2 separate regions of the Sus scrofa genome follow, and region 2 is linked to region 1. A link is a contact called in public Hi-C data. All regions are on one chromosome and are shown on one strand. Each heading gives the region's core, a stretch centred on a gene start, on an enhancer-like site or on the middle of the called end of the contact. The rest is flanking DNA. Distances are from core to core; before and after follow the strand shown. Region 1 has its middle 10 kb from the start of ANKRD1. Region 2 has its middle 69 kb from the start of PPP1R3C.

Evidence for each region. Hi-C and Micro-C count contacts between places; a contact is called where the count stands out from the background.
Region 2: a Hi-C map of liver shows a contact between it and region 1, with 8 times the contacts expected there. The contact joins two enhancer-like sites. A contact is called at or near these places in 1 of 47 Hi-C or Micro-C datasets (liver) and 1 of 2 datasets of contacts at active chromatin or transcription factors (skeletal muscle).

What each region holds. Positions count from the first base shown.
Region 1 is chr14:102,620,375-102,625,564 of Sscrofa11.1, reverse strand. No RefSeq gene overlaps it. Among named protein-coding and RNA genes, the nearest start is that of ANKRD1, 10 kb to the right of the region's middle. Within about 2 kb of position 2,789, at least 8 of the 83 cell types and tissues checked have an H3K27ac peak or open chromatin away from gene starts, as enhancers often do. A contact at or near this core is called in liver, where this site is marked.
Region 2 is chr14:103,206,722-103,211,911 of Sscrofa11.1, reverse strand. No RefSeq gene overlaps it. Among named protein-coding and RNA genes, the nearest start is that of PPP1R3C, 69 kb to the left of the region's middle. Within about 2 kb of position 2,006, at least 15 of the 83 cell types and tissues checked have an H3K27ac peak or open chromatin away from gene starts, as enhancers often do. A contact at or near this core is called in liver, where this site is marked.

The DNA.
Region 1 (5,190 bases), core at 1,540-4,039:
AGTCTCTGTAAATTGCAGTTGAGTTGTAGTTGTTACCATGGTAATGTTGATGAATAATGAAAGTGCTGCTTTTGATAGCATGCCTTGAAGAAAGAATACTTGTCTTGAAGTTAATGATGTCCAAACTTGGTAAATCTTCTTGAGAGTGATTACCATTGTAGTCATGCTTAGCTGTGATGGGATTTAACTACAATAAAAGTGCTTTGGAGTCAGCTTTGGGTTTGAATTTGCCCCTCACCCCCAACACGCACACATGCACACACATTTGTTATGTGACTGTAGATATTCAATTAACCTCTGTACCTACTAATTTCCTCATCTGTAAAAAAATCCCGGGGTGACGGAGGAGATTAACTGAGCAACACTTTCCACAATTCTATGTTTACTGCTGAGTCTGAACGATGTCCATATAAAAATAAAAACTCCATCTTTCTCGGTTTGTGGTGTGCTTCCTTTTCGGAGCTGGAGTCCGGCTGGTATGCAGGAAAAGGAGAAGGTATGTGAGCTATGTTATCTGCTTGTCATCACAAGAGGAGCCAAGTGGCAGGCCATGGATTGAAGCACATCCGGAGCACTGGGGTGGGCCTGGGAATTCCACAGTGAAGACGCTGAGATAAGGAAGTGCCAAGGGTGGGGGCTGCCGAACAGCTTGGGCTTCAGTTGACCAGGGCCAGGGTCTTATGGGAAGAGAGATGAGGAGGGAATGTGGCTTCCAGAGCCACCAAATAAGGAAGGACATCATCTCTCTTCATTTCACCCAAGTGTAAATGTCAGCAACCAGAGCAACACCATCTCGGTCCCCTAAACATGGTTGTGAAAGGACCTGGGACACCAGCTCTGAGCTAAGTGGCGCAGCAGGATATATTTTTCATTTTTCAATATGATTTCTCACCTCTCAATGTTTTTTTCTTTTCCTTCTTTTGCAAAACTTAATTTGCCAAGGGGACAGCTGTCCTTTGAAGGCAGGAGGTGCTTTAAACATCACAAAGCTCCTGGGATCCCAGCCCCCTCCTCTGCCAGGCCCAGGGGACTTGGTCCAGGTCGGTGGTTCTGATCCTGTTACTCACCCAAACTGACTCCCCAGGGAGCCACCGGGTTGAGCCTCCAGAGGTCATTTCCTTGCCAAACATTCCTTTTCAGTGACAGGACGTTTGCATGCCCTGGTAAACAATCCCAGCCCACACAAAGCAGAGAGGGGTGCCTGTCCCTCTTCACGCTCTCCTCTCAGTTCTGAGCCCATTCCAAGCCCAGAGGCGTCAGTCGGCTCTATAAATTCCTTTGTGAAACCTGAGCGCCTGGGCTCTGAAGGGGAGCAAAGATCTTGGAGGGGTTACAATCTCCCTCCTCTCTCTAAAAGATCTGCTTGTGTTGGCAGCTAACGGGGCTGTTCTTCCAAACAGGCTCTTCCCTTTCTCATGTGAATCCAGTTCAGAAAGCATTGCCAGCCGCCTTCTAAGCAGGGAGGTAAGAGCACCTCCCTTGCAGGTCTACACAGGAAAGAGATGACAGGCCTGGTGGGATTTTCTGAGTTAAAAGGGTCTGAAGCTCTTTCTCCAACAGTTACTGTTAGGAGGGACATGGCCCCACTGACAGGAGGTGCGGGAGGTGGAGGCTGGGGTCAGCCTGAGCTGCAGGTGATTTTTTAAGAGAAAGGGAAAATAAAGACAGAAAGGGGAAAGGAGGAAGGAAGAAAAGAAGGAAAGGAGGGGAGGGAGGAAGGGAGGAAAGAAAGGTGACAAAAAGATAGAAGAAAGAAGAGAAGGAGAAACAGAAAAAGAGGATAGTTCCCTTCGAGGCTCAGCGGTTAATGAAGGGAGTTCTCTTTGTGGCTCAGTGGTTAATGAATCTGAACCTGACTAGGATCCATGAGGATGCGGGTTTGATTCCTAGCCTTGCTCAGTGGGTTAAGGATCCAGCATTGCTGTGAGCTATGGTGTAGGTCAGAGATGTGGCTCAGATCTGGCATTGCTGTGGCTGTGACATAGGCTGGTGGCTGTAGATTCAACCCTTAGCCTGGGAACTTACGTATGCCATGGGTGCAGCCCTAAAACCCCCCTTCCCCCAAAAAAGAAAGAAAGGATAATAGAAGGACACTTTTAGCTGGCTGGCCTTCTGCAGAATCAACATCACACATCCAAGTCCCTTACCACCAACTCCTCCAGGGAGTTGTTTGATTTCATATTTCATCATTTCTTAATACATACATTTCCCTAGCCTCAGAATTTGGAAATGAAGTGGCAAGCCATCAACTGCTAGAATCTTAGAAAACTCATTTTTTTAAAAACAGAGAGTTCCCTACCTAGTGGCTTAGCAGTTAAGGACACAGCATTGTCACTGCTGTGGCTTAGGTTCCATCCCTGGACTGGAAACTTTTGCATGCTGCAAGTGAGGAAGAAAAACAAACAAAACAACACACCCCTCCCCACCCCCAGCCCCCGTATTGTTTGGGCAGCCTACAGGAGATAAAATGAAAAAAAGAAATCAGCTGTTGTATTAATGTAAGACTTTGGATTTCCCCATTTGTCCTAGGGTCTAATTGGAGCTTTTGATCCAGGAGGTTTGACAAATATTCCAGTTTTCCCCTGAGTCCATGGGGTGGCTGTACCCGTGTGTGCTGATGGGTACCTATCTCTTAATACTCTCATTTGGAAATATCTCCTTGCCATCTCCAGTTGGACCGTGGAGCGTGGTAAGAAAGCAGGTCTGGCTGAATGACTCCTTTCCCCCACCCTTCTGCCCAGCTGGTGGCAGGAACGGCCAGTGCGGGAGCTCCTCAGGGAGCTCAGAGCCACGCCCACAGGAGGATGCCACCCGGCAGACATGCTGCCCTCTGGCTTCCACCCCACCCTCTGACCCCAAGCTGGGGCCACCGTTTTTGTTTTGGTTTGTTCTTCATTAAATAGTGTTTATTAAGTGTCTACTGTGTGCCAGGGGCTGCTGTAAGAGCTTGGGGTACACCAGACAAATATCCTTTGCTTCATGGAGCTTATGTCTTATGGTTCCTATTTTACTAAGAGGTTTTATTAATTTACTTAAGTTTTGAAAGGGGTAGAAAGACTGAAATAGTACAATGAGCACCTGCATACTCTTCACCTAGAGCCTACTGTCAATATTTTACAGCTGTGCTCTTTGTACCCTCCCCCACACAAACAAACATTTTTTGCTGAACCATTCAAAAGCAGGTATCATGACATCTCACCCCTAAATAATTCAGAATGTATCCACTAAGAATAAGGACATCCTCCTCCATTACCTCAAAATCATTATTATGCATAAGAAAGCCATCTTTGGGAGTTCCCGTTGTGGCTCAGTGGTTAGAGAACCCGACTAGCATCCATGAGGATGTGGTTTCTATCCCTGGCCTCACTCAGTGGATTAGGGATCTGGCGTTGCCATGACCTGTGGTGTGAGTTGAAGACGTGGCTCGGATCTGGCGTTGCTGTGGCTGTGGCGTAGCCGGTGGCTGCAGCTCTGATTCGACCCCTAGCCTGGGAACATCCATAAGCTGTGGATGCAGCCCTAAAGAGACAAAAGCCAAAAAAAAGAAAACTATCTTTAAGTTAAATATAGTGTCTAAAATACAGCCCATATTCAGATTTCTTTAATTGGTCCTAGAATGTATTTTATGGCTTTTGTTCTTTAAATTACAGGATCCAGCCAAAGTTCTCACATTTTGTTGGATTGTTCTATCTGCTTTTAATCTAGAACAATCCCCCACTTCTTTTTCTGTTTGGTTAAGTCACTGACATTTTTGAAGAGCCCAAGCTAGTGGTCTTGTTGACTGTCTGACATTGTAGATTTGTCTGAATGTTGCCTCATGATTGGATTCAGGTTAAACATTTCTGGTAAGAATATTACATAAGTGAGGCTACTTTCTGCAGCAGTCCAGGAACTGTGTCCTGTCAGGTGGGCCCTTAGAAACAGACTGGGTAAACCTTTGTTGAGTGAATGAATTATATATCTGATCTATTTTTCCCATAGTCTTAGTAAAGGCAGAGCCTTTAACACTCAAAATTCTGAGACCAATCATAAGGATGGCTTGCTTATTTGTTTACCACAACTTTAGGAATGCATATGTACATATAAATACATATTCGTGTAAACCTAAACCCTGGGATGGTATTCCCAATTCTGGATGGAAGCTGGAATCAGCTGGAAAGTTTTAAAAAATGCTGTTAGCTGGTCTCTAACAGTTCTCTTGATATGTTGGATTACTTATGAAGGTGGTGTCTGCTGGGTTTCTCCTTTTTTTTTTAGGGCCGCACCCACAGCATATGGATGTACCCAGGCTAGGGGTCGAATCGGAGCTACAGCTGCCAGCCTACACCACAGCCACAGCAACTTTGGATCTGAGCCACGTCTTCAACCTACACCACAGCTCATGGCAACACTGGATCCTTAACCCACCGAGTGAGGCCAGGAATGAACCTGTGTCCTCATGGATACTAGTTGGGTTCATTATCTCTGAGCCATGATGGGAACTCCTATAAAGATGATTTTTTGCTCCTTAGTGTTTAATATGCAATCTCTGTGTGATCCTTTAGTACTATGCGAATATCCTGATGCCCAATGTCCTTTAATAATACAGTCTTAACAATTGATGATCTTTGCTTGGATCAATTCTTCCGCTGGGAATTGTAAAATAGTTAGCTTTCTAAGTTTATCCTTCTCTCTACATCAATTAGCTGGCATTCTTCTGTAAAAAAAGAGTTCTCTCCTTTCCTTTATTTATTTACTGGTTTATATATTCATATTGTTTATTTATTGATCACTATGGGCTCAATAGATTATTTGTTTTATTCATAAATTACCATCATCCCATCATCATTCTTTTAGACACTAGCAGGAGCCCTTAGAGCTGCTCTTTTGGACAAGTCCCTCTTAGTTCCTGAGTATCTCTTTGCTTTCTGGCACAGGATAGTTTAAGCTCATCTTACCTTCCCCGTTCCAGACCCAGAATCAGCTGTTTCCCCAAGGAATGGGAGCCCATTTATAAAATATTTAAAGTGGCCGAGCTATAAAGCACTGTACAGGAGGAGACAAAACATGAAATGATTCATGTGTGGGCATTTACTGTGAAGGGAATAGAGCATGAGGTATTAGCTAGCATCTCTTTGTGAAGAAAATAACTGAGATTCTTTTTAGCTGGGCATGGAGCACTGGGGAGGGAAGTGGGGAGACCTGCACTGG
Region 2 (5,190 bases), core at 757-3,256, 590 kb before region 1:
AATATGTGTGAATAAAGAGATTGTAAGGAATGGGTGGCTGAGAAATCCCAGGAGAGCCAATAGTAAATGATCCAGTCGGAAAGCCAGCAGGCCTGGGACTCAAGAAGAAATGGTGTTTCTGTGTGAAGCCAGCAAAGTCCCACGACTCAGCTCACCAGCCGGGCAGGAGGGGATCACTTTCACGTGGCCTTGTCATCCCATTCAGGGCTTCAGTTGATTGGACGAGCTCACCCACACTGGCGAACGCAGCTGCTTACTCAGACTACCAACTCAGACGTTACTCTCACCCGGAAACATCCTCCGGACACACCCAGAGTAATGTTTGGCCAAATGCCAAATGTCTGGGCCCCCCGTGGCGCAGCCAGGGGACACAGGAAATGAACTGTCACAGGTGTTGGGTATGAAAGAAAGGGGGTCTGCACTTGAAGAAGCTGCCGTGGGCTGCCCACCCTTTTCTCCTGCTTTACTAAGAGTTCCGGTTTTGTTCAGAAACAAATGCCATCTTCATGCAGCCACCTGCTGCAGGGAAACTGACCCACCTCCAGCCTGAGGGAGACTGGGCAGAGGGAAAGATCTTTCCTTTTGCCAGTGGTCGATTCAGGTGTGGACATGTGACCTGATTCTGGCCAGGGAGACCTGAATAGATGCCAGGGGCCTTGTGGAAAAATGTCTTCTCCTGCAGAAATGGTCTCTTTCTGCCTCGTATCAGGCCTCAATGGGATGCCTGGAACTGCCATTTCACGATGGCCTGAAGAGAAAGCTGACACTGGAGTTGCCAGTGTAGAAAACCTGGGGTAGAGAGGTAGGGTGGGCTCTGGAGGCTACGTGTCTGTCTTGTGAAGTATCACGAGCCTTATCCCAGTTTTGAGGCATCGTTTCTGTCACTTGCAGCTGTATCCTATCTGATACCATCATAAAATAAATGGGGGCTTGGCTTTACAGTGAATAAGGCTTTCTGGATTCCAGGAGTTCTCCAGGCAGTATGTGGAGGTGAGTCGTAACGACCCAAGAGTAGGAGAAAACGGGCAGCATCTCCCAAACGTGTGTGACCAGAGGGGAGTCCTGGTCCCACAGGCTGATGTTCGCAGAGATGCTGCCCCAGGTGGATGGAGGTGCGAAGCAAGCAGGCGACAGCATCCCAAAACTCACCCTTTCCTTCTCCAGACACACCAAGAGTTAGGTCTCTGGTGACCAAGAAGCATAAGGAACCTCAGAAGTAGCCCCACCTACCCCCAAAAAAGGTTACCAGCCCCAACTTCCTCTACCAATGATGCTCTTGTTTCCCTCCAGTTCTCGGATCCTGTGGGGCTTGTAGAATGTGGTTCATGTATCTGAACATCAAACCAAGTTTCCCTTCCTTTTCCGTCACTCGCCCACATCTATGAATGAAACTGAAGTTGGTGAGAGAGAGAGAGCGACACATATACACGTAGTCAACCAGTTGTTTTTCTGGAGTGAATTATTTACAACAACCAAATGACTGAATCCCTGCTCAGTGAGTCTTGGACTAGCATTCAATTTCACTCAGGCCCTGATCACATTTTTTTTTAAAAGTGCCACAGCCCCAGAGAAATGGCTTGAGGCCATAAAGGACAGTGTTAGAATGTTTTCTCTGCCGTTAGTGACAGGGTAGACAAATGGCATAAGATCGAAGAATCTGCTCCATCTCAGATAAGAAAAATTGCTTCTGTGTCTTTTCTTGAGTGACATTAAAATTCAGCATGGTTTTCAAACCAGAGCCACCTTGGTCCCAAAATGCAAAAGAAGAAAAAGAAGAGGAAAACCTGGGGCAGGTCTGTGCACTGAGCGACCGTATTCCGTGGGGACATGAGCTGCGCCATCCTGGGCAGGACGGCTACCCTCAGTTTCCTTTTCCACACTGTGGGGTGCTGGCAATCACCTCCCACGGGTGGCACGACGACGACGACGTGAACTCAGGGACGTGCAAAGTGCAAAGCCCCTGTGGTGAAGCATCCTGTGCTCTGGGGAAGTCACTGCTGATAAGCCGCCTCCAGGGAGCCGGGCGTGGCTGTGGCAGCCGGCGACTTCTCCTGAACTGGGGGCCTTGGGAAGAAGTGCTTTCTCGGTCACATCTCTCTTGTTAGAGGAAAGGCCCTGTCCCCATCCAAAAGCCCACGCCTCAAAGGGGATTGATTCCACTGGGAATTCCTCTTTAATCCTTAGAGGTGGCTCATCTGGGGTCTCACTGGTGATCCAGGTTCCCCAACTCACAAGTTCCTTCCTTCTCTGTTGACTAAAGTCAAATCCATGTGGGAGCTCCTTTAAAAAACCCAGCGAGGGCCAAGAAGGCCAGACGTGTGGACTTTTATGATGGGGCAAGGGTTGTGTGCTTCTTCCGATGAAGTAACTAGCGATTATAGGACAGGGACCAAGCCTGATCCCCCATCAACACAGTGAGATTAAAAATTAACATGCTCCTGTTTGCTCAGTTGCAATCTTTGAATTAGTCAATATCCAGAGGCTGTGCCGGTTATCTGATTTGCTGGCGGCCACAGATTCTGCTCGGAGACCAGCCCAGGTAAACAGCTAAGGCTGAGACCAATTGAGCAAGACTGGGATGAAGTACCTCTGGGAGCTGGAGCCTCACAAAGTGCTCAGGGATTTCTTGCAGGCCCTTCTGCACCTGGGTGCGGTGGGCTTGGGAGGACCCAGAGCCCCAGTCTTTCTAGAAGGCATTTACTCCAGGCATCCATCCCCAGGAAGGCCAAGGCTGCAGGCAACACCTTTTCCTTTTTCTCTCCCCTTTGCTGCCCCCCTTCCTCAACTCCCCAGCCTGATGTGGCAGCCACTCAGATGTAGGTGTGTGAGCAGGAGTCAGGGAGGGGGCTGCTCAGTGCTGGTGGGAGAGAGAGGTGTGACGGTTTCAATCTAGGTGTGACTCGCTCCCACTCCCCCTCATTTTGGGGGTAAAAATGTGAAGAAGGGGGTTACAGTGGAAATTTTAGTTATGGTTTAGTATCTGAGCACAGTTCCTAGAACATAGCACTCAAATATTTGGTGAATGCAGGAAAGAACAAATGTGCAGACAAGGGCCATGGAAGATCGGGAGTCAGGAACTGTAGTTTATGTTCTACCATTTGTTTATAGTTGTCTAAACCTATGTTTACCCATCATTATCCCTGTTCTCTTGCTTGTTTTCTCTTCCTTTCTCTCATGCATACAACAGGTAGTTCTCAACCAGGGGTGATTTTTGCTTTCCCTCACCCTCTGATATTTGGTGACGGCCAGAGAGATTTCTGGTCATTGCAACTGAGGGGATGCTACTGGCATCTCCTGGGTAAAAGGCCAGATGTGCTGCTGATCCTCCTACAAAGAATTACTTGGCCCTAAATGCCGATAGTGTAAGTTTGAAAACCCTGGTATGAAAAAAAAAATGTGTTGCCAAACTTAATCATGGTTATTGGGAGGTTGGAATAGAGGTTTGGAAAATTTTCCACTTACTAAATTTAATCTTTTGTGTTGTTGGAACGTTTTCACAGCATGAGTATCACGTTTATAATAAGAATCAGTAAGACATACAAGTATTTATTGAACACTTAGTATATCTCAGGAAGCATCTAGACCCTGGGAATATTGAGATAAATAGCAGATGCTATAGTTGTGGGACCCACAGTTTCATAGGGAAGATCAAATTGTACTATTTAGCAAGGTAGAAAGTGCTCAGAGCTTGTGGGAAGTTTAATTTTTTTAAGTTAAGAAAAAGTCCTTGGTGTTACCAGGTATAATTGCTGTGCAGTGTGGTTCCAAAGCACCATGAGGGCACTTCCTTCCTAAGGAGGAGGGCGTGAGACGCTGCTCAGGCCTAGGAAAGCCTAGTCTGGTTCTGGCCTCCAGGTTAGCCTCTCTGGTCAGGCCCCGCCTCTGCTCTGACTTCGCCAGCTTCCCCGCCCCAGTGGCCCTCAGCCCTGAAGGTGCAGGGGGCAGATTCCCAGGGGAGAATTGGATGTGAGGGAGCTCCCAGCACAGAGAGTAGCAAGATTCACTGACCAAGCCCAGTGTTTGTGCTGGAAACGTCTTAGGAGCAGCAGTGCGAGAAGCTCATTTAACTGAAGGAGCCCAGAGAGGGTAAAGGCTTGCCTGAGGTCACACAGTGAGTTAATGTGAGGGTTGGGACTAGAACCCAGTGTCTGATTCCCTATGTTTGGGGGCCTGCTGCTGCCCCAGGATAGTTCTTGCTTTTTTTGTCTTTTTGCCTTTTCTGGGGCTGCTCCCATGGCATATGGAGGTTCCCAGGCTAGGGGTCAAATCGGAGCTGCAGTCACCAGCCTATACCAGAGCCACAGCAACGCAGGATCCGAGCTGTGTCTTCGACCTACACCACAGCTCACGGCAACACCGGATCCTTAACCCGCTGAGCAAGGTCAGGGATCGAACCCACAACCTCATGGTTCTTAGTCGGATTCATTAACCACTGAGCCATGATGGGAACTCCAGTTCTTGCTTCTTACAGGGTTGGCCAATTTCCCCTCTCCCCTCCCATCACCATCACAGCCTCCAAGCATCTTTGCCTGCCCTTGAGCTTGGTCCATGTTCCCAGGCTAAAGTTATCACCTCTGAAGCTCTGGTAGGGGCTAGGAGATTTGAGAACAGCCTGTTCAGCACACAGGCTGAGCCAGGTGGAACTCCACCAGCCACCTGTGGGAGTTGGGCCAGCGAGGTCTTGAAAGTGGTTGTGAGGGGAAATCACACAACAGGAGCCTCCTGTCTGGGAGACTGGGGGCCATGCCAGCATGAGGAGCCTCAGGGATGAGTGTGTGTGTATAATTACACACATGTGTCAGCATAAATAGATGTGGATTAAGTGTGTGGGTGTGCAGAGCCACTGAAGAGTTAGATCCATATGTACTGAATTTAAAGGAAGGCCTAGCATACAGTGTTAAAGACGGGAGTTGCTGAAAGACAAGTTTAGTAATAATTCTATTTTTAGATCTAAAACTCCTTGATGGACCTTTACTTATGTTTGTTCAAAGATGCAGAAGGATACACCCCAAACCGCCAACACTGCTGACATTGAGGGATTGAGATTATTAAATTATTCTCTCCACAACAAAGAGCCTTTTACTTTGGTAATCATGAACTTATAGAAGCATGAGGTTTACGTGTACACACATGACCACATGAGTGTGCACATGTCTATGGATGAGGGAGGACGTCTCAAGGGAGAATGGC